Linked DNA regions of Zea mays: region 2 is linked to region 1. Evidence: chromatin contacts called from public Hi-C data. All regions are on one chromosome and are shown on one strand. Each heading gives the region's core, a stretch centred on a gene start, on an enhancer-like site or on the middle of the called end of the contact. The rest is flanking DNA. Distances are from core to core; before and after follow the strand shown.

What was found. A called contact is a pair of places that touch in the nucleus more often than the background predicts.
Region 2: a contact with region 1 is called in a Hi-C map of leaf mesophyll, with 4 times the contacts expected there. The contact joins the enhancer-like site here to the promoter of LOC100191600 in region 1. A contact is called at or near these places in 5 of 25 Hi-C or Micro-C datasets (bundle sheath, ear, leaf and 2 more).

What each region holds. Positions count from the first base shown.
Region 1 is chr1:143,020,072-143,024,603 of Zm-B73-REFERENCE-NAM-5.0, reverse strand. LOC100191600 reads right to left here and starts at 2,029. Exons shown (of 4, transcript NM_001137029.2): 1 at 1,805-2,029; 2 at 1-1,068. The coding sequence starts at 876.
Region 2 is chr1:143,572,540-143,577,071 of Zm-B73-REFERENCE-NAM-5.0, reverse strand. No RefSeq gene overlaps it. Among protein-coding and RNA genes, the nearest start is that of LOC100381809, 15 kb to the left of the region's middle. Within about 2 kb of position 2,526, at least 17 of the 20 cell types and tissues checked have an H3K27ac peak or open chromatin away from gene starts, as enhancers often do. A contact at or near this core is called in bundle sheath, ear, leaf and 2 more, where this site is marked.

The sequences.
Region 1 (4,532 bases), core at 780-3,279:
TTCGATGCTGCTGACCCACGCGCTGACGCGGTCGTGGATGGAGCTCTCGGCGCAGAAGGCGACCCACTGGTTGGGCACAGACGCTGCTGGCGGCGACTCGTCGACCATGACCGTCTTGTTCTTGCGGTCGGCGGCCGGGCCCTCCTCGAACGTGTCCGAGGTGTACCCGTCGTGGCGGCCAGGCGAGAACGATCGGTGGGCCGTGCGCGCCGACCGCGGCATGTGCAGGTTGCGGTGGCTCCAGAGGAAGAGCCGCCACCAGAGCTTCCGGCTGCGCGAGGGCAGCACCTGGCTGGACGACCGCTTCTTCAGCATCACGCGGTCGGCAGTGCGCGACGTCTTCACGGACGCCGGACTGGCCTCCGGCGCGCCGTGCGGGGTCGCCGTCGCGTCCAGGGCGAGGCCGGCGACCAGGTTGCCCAGATCGCCGTAGGAGCGCGACCGGGCCGGCATCTCGGGCGCGGAACGCGAGCCTGGTCGCTTAGTCTCGATGTTGGAGCAAGACCGCTTCAGCTTCGGCGATGTGTCCGCCACCGCAGCGTCGGCCGAGGTGTCCAGTGCCACGTCACTGTCGGACCGGACGGGCTTCATGGCCGCGTGGAAGCTGAAGTCGAAATCTGACAGATCGCTCTCCTTCACCAACACCAGTTGATCAGCCGCTTCCTTATTGTTGCGGTCCTCCACGGGGACCGAGAGCTCGGCGGGGACGACGTCCTGGACGACGCCTGCACCAAGCGTCGGGTCGATGAGTTCGACTTCGACCGGCTTCACCTTGGGGCACTCGTTGCCGCTGGCCTTGATAGCATCGGTGATCTTGCGTGTCTTCTTCTTCCTCTTGCCGGGGAGCAGAGCGGGGAAGCAGCTCAGCTTGGCCATAGCTTGCCGGAGAGCAGGGCGCAACTGTTGTCTACGGGAGGCGTAGGCCGAAACAGGGACGCCGGGATCGCGAGGACGATGATGATGACGACGACGGAAGAGGGCAAACTCGCATGCTCGCCAATATTGAACTTGAACTGGGGAGAGCTGGAGGGCCGCAAAGCTGGAGCTGAGCCGTCCTGACAGCTAGCCCTGCACCAATTAATCAGCAGCTGGTTGAGAAGGGGGCTCTCTTTATTTTTTTGGAAGGCTGTTACGCGATGAGGTCTCCTAAGTCCTAACGGACGCGGAAACCAGTTTAATTTAACAACACACAGGAGTCCTTCAAACGCAAAAGAATATACATATATATCATCAGACTGCGAAAGAATGAGCAGACCGGGACTCCCCTTCAACTGCCAGACGGCTGAAAATGATATGCAATGACAGAGCCAAAGTTATTCCATTACTGACGCAAACAACAACAAGCCGTGTGGGTGGGGAAAAAGATCATCAGATTCGCGATGGAAACAAAATTGACCACCTTCGTTTTTTCCCCATTCTCGTCCGATTCACAACCACACAGAAAAAAAAATACAGACTAGCAAACAACGATTCGACATGAGAATTCAGAACCATGTAAGAAGAAGCGCTAACGTCTACATACACACACAGCAAACAAGAAGGCCCGGATGAGCACGAGAATTCAAGGATTTACCAGGAACGGAGGCAGGAGGGCCTGTTTGGAATGGAGAGGGGGGTTGCTTTACGGATGTTCAGAGCCTGGTTCGATTTGGACGGCAACCCCCCTCTCCAAACAGGCCCCAATGGCGCAGGCACAAAGGCGATCACAGAAGAGGGGAAAGCATTTATATACCACGAAGACGAAGCAGAGGCACGCCAAACAAAGGAGGGGGGCATTAAAGGGTTCTGAACAGCGAGGCCTCACCTTGGGTTCGTCTGGCTGGCACTGACACGTGCAAAGAAGGTGCCTCCTGTTTCCTAGCTGGTCGTTCGTCAAGGATGACGGGTCGGTCGAGCGCTGATCGATCGGCGGCTATTTCTCTTCTTGCATGCACGCGGCGGCTAAAGATGGGTAGTAGTAGTAGTATAGGACAGAGGCAAGAACAGGGAGGAAGGGTGCTCAGTGGTGTGGCGTGGCCCATCGTGGAGAAGACGGGACGAGAGGTGAGACGGTAGAAATAGACAGGACAAGCATGGATGCTTGGCGCCTGTCGCGCTGGTGGTGGAGGCAAGCACGCACGCGGTGGCCACACGGTGACAGTTGATTCGGACGTCACTCCCACTAGCCACTTGGTGCCGGCCGCAACCAAGGAGAGTCGGAGAATACTCCCGTCGTCTTTGGTATTTTATTTTATTTATTTTTATAATATATATAGGAAGCGATGACAAGTTATAGATTTATTAGTCCTTCTAAAAAGGGTAACCTCGGTTATTATTCTATAGACCTATGAAAGTGTCAATATTATAGCTATCTTATTTATAGAATATATCATTTTTTGTTACTTCTTTATATACGATGCTCGACTCAATGCCTTTTAGGAGTCATAGCCATCAATCTCTACTACACTATAAGAGCGTATGTGGACGTCCACCCCTACAGCATGTCCCGCCTCTGTCTTTCCTGGCCTCGCCCGCCCCTTCCAACCTCCTCCCTGCTCCCTTTCATCCTCGCACATGCTTCATTGCGCTCGCCGGGCCGCCCACGTACTCGGCATGCGCTCCATCTGTGCTGGCCCGCACTCCATCAGAGAGCTGACGCCGCAACTGGGCCGAGGATCTCGCTCCCTCACCTCAACTAGAGTTGCCCCATCATCTCCAACTGTTGATCACCATCGCAACCGGCACACAGAAACCAATGGCGCTCCTCCTGCACGCCCACGAGCATCGTTATCTCAGCGACCCCCTCCCTCGTATTCAACCATCGCTTCCTCGGCACCGACCAAGACGGCGACGACGTGGGCTCGCACCAATAACATCGCGACCACCGATCACATTGCACCTCTTCGATGCCTCCCTACGCTTTTTCCTCCACACGCTGCTGAGACCGACATCGCGACCATCAATCACGTCACGCTAGGACGAAGCGCGGGCACTGCCGCAAATGAGGCCAACGTCCTCCACACGCACCTCTTCGATGTCGAGGCCGACGTCGCCGCGCTGTGTGCCCGCGCCGAGTGGCTCGAGCGCGAGGCTTCCAAGTGGGATGAGCTGCTCCTCACGGCCACTTCGCAAGCCAGGTACTCTGATGGCAGGCCCCTGCCATACATTCGCGACGGAGAGGAGTGGGCGCGCCATGACCTCTTGGCCGACCTCCGTTTTCAATGCGCTCACCACCAAACTCCGCAACTGCCTCCCCATCCAAATAGACATTAATGTTTCAATCCACATCTCTACCGGTTTAATCCCTTTGCTGCTAGGTAAGGTGCCCTGTTCCTTGCTGCTCGGACGGATCGTTTAAGTTTTTCCTCGCAACCACCCTATTGCTTATTGCTGCATCGTGCAAGGAATAGGAGCACTAACTTATGCACGCTTATCCCTAACAGTTTAGGATTCATCGGGATTGGTTCGGTTGGTATTTCGTTAGGCCTCGGTTTCTATCCGCCATCTCCTCCTTCCATGGTTGTTGTCGCCTCCGCCCTACGCTCGGTGCTCGGGCCTTTGGGACTTCCGCCTGCGACGCTCACCCACCAGGTATGTGCACCCCTTCTCTGTTCCTAATGTGTGAAACCATAGCATGTGTCATTTGTCTCCATAGCCTGTAGTAATGTTATACTATCCCTTATACAAGGCAGGCTTAGGTGTTTATGTCATTACCTTGTACCGAGTGCTCTATGCCTTTTTTGTTTTTTGATGTTGACAATTGTTCATATTATTATGCTTCAGCAACTCGTAGCACCAAGTCAATGTGTATGATCTGTTAACTTGATAGAAGTTAACATCATTTGATTTGAATCAGTGTAATCATTTTTCCTGATTGCTTAGAATTGATTTGTTAATCATTTTTCAATGTCCTTGATTGATATTAGATTTTTGCGATCTTGCGTCATATTCTGTGATAAACAATGTACAGTTTAATTTTAATGTAACTTAAACAATTGTTTTGGTTCCTCCATAGGCCTCTTCCTAACCTTGAGGTTTCAAATGTAGTTTTTGAAAAAGCTGCAGATTATGCTCTTGTATGGATCAATAGGTTGTTGGTTGTCGGTCATGACATCGCCATCAAGACAGATAGGAAAGTTTTATAAATATCTCTCTCTTTCTTCGAGCTTCTCAGTTTCTCACACACTCTCTAATGTATATTTTTCCTAACTATATATGGTCTTACCTTTTCCTGTTCTCCTTAGTACAAAAGGTGAAACTAATTTTGTGGCTGGTTTCATTCGTTGGAATGCTCTTCAACTTTCTTACGCTCATTTACATTGGTGAGTTCTATAAAGTATTTCTTCATAAATGTTTGGATGTACTGTCCTTTTATGATAGCTCAATATGCATAGTCCATACTAAACTTACCATTTTTTCTAGGTGTAATGCTTTCTCTATTGGTTAAACCACTCTACGAACAATATCAGGATCAAGTTGATGAAAAGGTTGCATAGCGCATAGTATAATAGCGAGTCACATAAATACCATTGTTACCAGGGCTGGGCAATCAT
Region 2 (4,532 bases), core at 1,277-3,776, 550 kb before region 1:
AATGTCTCGTGTAGGGCGTTCCTCTTTCTGGACGCCGGGTCCAGCATACGCTACAGTTGGTGGACCACGATGTCCTATGGCGACTACGGACGCCTAAGAGCTGAGTTAGCTAGAATTCCTATTTTTCATTAATCTAGACCACAAATAATTCTATAAAATAAAACCTATGTAAATAACTAAATAACAATGTGCAAAATATATTTTGTCTAAGTATTGCTATCTGTACCGCAAAAGAGTTTAAAACAACCTAAGTTACAATCATATATTCTAAACTAGGAATAGAAGAGATTGTAACTTAAGTAAATAATAAATAAGGAATCTTAAATACAAAGGTAGAGATGCAAATTTTTGTTGACGCGCCGGTATTTTTATCGAGTTATTTAGAACCATTCAAGGTTGTAACTAATTCTCGTTGGTGTCCCTATGCAAGGGGAAGCCCATGCGAGGCCAAACATTTGATCGAGTAACTCCGTAGATAGCTGCAGTGTCACACCCGGGTTTTAGGGGCACCAAAACCCGGGCGCGAAATAATCACCAAGTGTGCTGGGACCAAATCTCACACATATGATGACTCATGGTACAGAAACGAATGTCACATCTTTACTATATAATAGAAGTGATGTACAAAATAGCTAAATAATTATATCATATGCAGACAACGATCCAACAACCATAAAGTTGACTGGGAGACGACGACCTATACCACTCACAAACTCATCACAACATCTTTCGTGCGCCTCCTCCTGTGGTACCTGTTTTTGACCTAGGGGGATGTGAGTACAACAAGGTTGAGCTCACATACGTTCATCGCTCAACAAATTGTGGGGAATAATGTGCATGAACTCACCAAAAGTGGGAGCTCATGTGAAGTGTAAGGCTTACTAAAGGAGATGGTTAAAGCTGAGCATTGCTTTAGAGTTGGTCAAAATTTTATTAGTAGTTACTAAGTATAAGTAGATACCAACTCAATTAAGTAAGAGATCACAATTGATAATAACACCCGCGATGCAATGCATATGACAGATTAAGTTTAGTTCCATAAATTAATCATGCGAGAGTCCTGAGCTGCTCATGACCGCGAGCACTGCTGATATACCAGTTTTACACTCTGTAGAGGTTGCGCCCTTTACCCACAAGTCGTGTATCCCGTCTAGCCAAGGTTAGCTAGACCCTTAGACACTTCCGCGGTGAATGGATATGGATCCACTACGAGGCCTTTACAAAGTTTCACTAGCTTCAGAAAACCCACTACAGTTTCTAGAAAGCGCAATATAGGAATCCCCCGTCCGAAAAGCCATCGCAACATGATCACCCCGAGAACCTTCCTATACCGACAACTCCCCTACTGCCCTTGCCCCTTTCGGGTAAGGTAGTCCTCAACTAGCTTTCCTAATTAGTCAGCCAAGGGCGTCCCATTCCACCCTTATGGTAGCACGTGTTTCTCAAGTTAAGCTCTATGTTCCAATTAACACAATGATCTTGTCATGAACAATAATTAAACAACAGTATAACTGGAACATGATCATAATGTAATATTAATCCCCAAACCAGGTAGAGCAATAGCAAAACTACCCAAAAGTTCAGTGGTAAACAAGGTGTGGGATAAACAAGTCTAGAGAAACCTATTTGGTCCCATCAGATTAAACTGAGCATGTCATAGTGATTAATAGGAACATTATTGGGTAAAGAAAAGTGATCAAGGGCACAACTTGTCTTAGACTCAAGATTTCAGGTACCAACTTGTCTTCAAGTGACTCGTGAACTCACTGCTATTCATAGCAATACAACAAACATGGTATAGGCAAAATTAACATCACACCCAACATAAGAACAAACCGCATAATAATAATCTACGCGATGCTACGAGATCGTGAGTTCGAGAACCACCAAATTCGGAGTTACGATTATAAAGGTACGATTTTCCGAAGATCTACGTGATTAAATATTAAACTATATTATAAATTGGTTAATATACATCATATGAGAAAATATACTCCAAATAATTAATTAAACTTTAACCTAGATTATAGTTTGATTAGAAATCATATTTTAGTCAATTATCGTCATGGATTAATTTAACTTTGGTTGGAAGGATAAATCTACTAATAATAGGCTAACCTCTATCTATTTATAAAGATATGTTTTATGGTACAAATAATGTCATCACTGCGTAGGTAATTTTATTACGAAGCTAACGCAACCAGAACAGAGTAAAACAAAGTTAAAACACGTAAATTATGAGTTTTCTAAGATTTCAAGAATTATTTTTATACTTGGGAATCAATTTCCATGTTTATTTTATTATTTCTGAACTGGATGGACTACGGGCGCTATTCCTTAAATCTTCAGGGTTTAACCCGTGAAAAATCTGGACCTAACCGTACTGATCTCTCCACATACCCAGACTGCGGGTTGATTTAAAAGAAAACCGAGGGCTCTTTTGTATTTGTTTCACGGCTGAAAGGGTGTCCTTGATTCCCAGCTGCCCGATCTAAAACCAACGACATGCATTAGATCCCGTAAAACCAGAACCGGTATGTGATACCTGCCCTTGGATCCGAGATCCACGGCCCGAAATTCCCCCCGCAACGACACCATCCGATCCACCCATTCGTCAATCTGCAGCACTGATTTAAAATGACAAAGTTCTCACATATCTAATCGTGGCCGTTCCCTGATAGACCAACGTCCCATAGCTTGTTTGAGCCTAGCCGCCGATCCCTAGATCAACGGATGCGACCACGCCACCAACCCCAACTGAACACGGTGGCACCGCAGGGCATACCCGCGGCGGAGCTTCGCTGCCGGCCACACGATCCGACGCCTAATCGCCCAACCTTGAAATTGATCGGTGCTAAACTTAGAGGGGAAGATGGCGAACATGCAGAGAGGGTTCATACCGCCCATCGGAGTGGTGTTGGTGCTGACCATGGCGTGGTGTGATTATGCGGCGGAGGGAGAACTCCAGTGATAAATTCCTAGACCACGACGCGACGATATCTACAATACTCGGGTATATACTATGCGTGGATGATAATGGGAGCCCAGAGGGGTTTCTCACCGAAGAATGACGGCGTGTGCACCCTTGTCCACGTGATGATGCGGCTGCGCCATGGCTCCTAGGCTCCGGTGAGCACTTCTTGGACTCCAGTCTCCCACCCGCCTGGTGAAGATGCGACTCACCAGAGGCGAGCACCGTTGACCGCCCTAGTTTGCCGTTGAGGGTCTCAACAATGGTGTGGCGTGATCATGTCGACGACGAACTCCCTCATGCCCTGACCGTGGAGATGGCCAGGAGGATAGGTTCGAGCTCAGTTTTATTGTCCGAGAAGGTAGAACTCCCCAGCAACGGGCAGCACGCGATGGATAGGGAGGGTGTAACCACCCACGGCGGTATCGGCATATGAGTACGTCAGCAGGAGCCGCGGAGGTTCTGTTATGAGGGAATTGTTGGGGAAGATGACCTAACAGCATGGTCCCATTTGCCCGCGACCAGGGTTCTCCAGCGCATACGAGGGTAGGGAGGCTAGCGATTGGGTCCATGGTGTCTGCTGGCGCGAGAGCGTAGAGGGATGGGCCGCGTGGTGGTGTTGGTCGTGGGCCCGCATGTCAGCCGGCGAGGGAAGCTGGACCGGTTTGATGGGCCAAGCAGGTGTGGATTAGGCCCACAATGCATGTTTTCTTTATCTTTTTCTTTTCTATTTCAATTTTGTCTCTCTTTCTAAATTTCCAAATTTGGTAGTTTGAATTCAAATTTGCTGGTGAGTTTCACAAATTAAGTGCACAAATAAAGTACTAGCATGAAGAATTATAATTGTTTATATACATATATATATATATATTTTTCATTGTAATGTATTTTCCATTTTTTATTTCATTCTCTTTTCTTATTTCTCTTTCCATTTTCAAATTCTATTTTTCGAACTTAAACTTGTCTCATAAATTTGAATACAAATACAAAAATACAAGAATCCAACATGGAATGCACATTTATGCATTTATTTATTTGTCATTTGACTACTTTAATTCCTTTAGTTGAATATGCACAAAGAAAATAAGATCAAGAAATCCCCAAAACACTAGCATATAAGTATATTTATTTATTTATCCTATTATCTTCCTCTTATACCAATTTTGGGCATTACATGTAGGCCTTATCCACGTGCAAGCTGTGCTCTGCTTTCGGCCTCCTCTCGGACACTCCCCTTCATCTTCACTATCGAACTTTTGATCAAAATGTCATGGGCCTCGTTCCCTCCAGTACATGGTGGCGGTCATACTACAATCACGGTTGGTGTGGTTTCACAAGACCCTCACCCCACTTGATAAAATTACAACGACTCGCGCAAGAGCTGAGGGGTTTGTATGGGTTTTTATAACCTCACTCAATCTACTAGGAACAACCTAGAGCAAGCACAATAGCGGTCTAAATAATCTAAGAATTTCACAAAGCACCTACGCTAATCATCGAGTGATTCTATTAAGAACTTAGGTGTTTGGAGATATGGAGATGTGCCTGACTTCACTTGGTA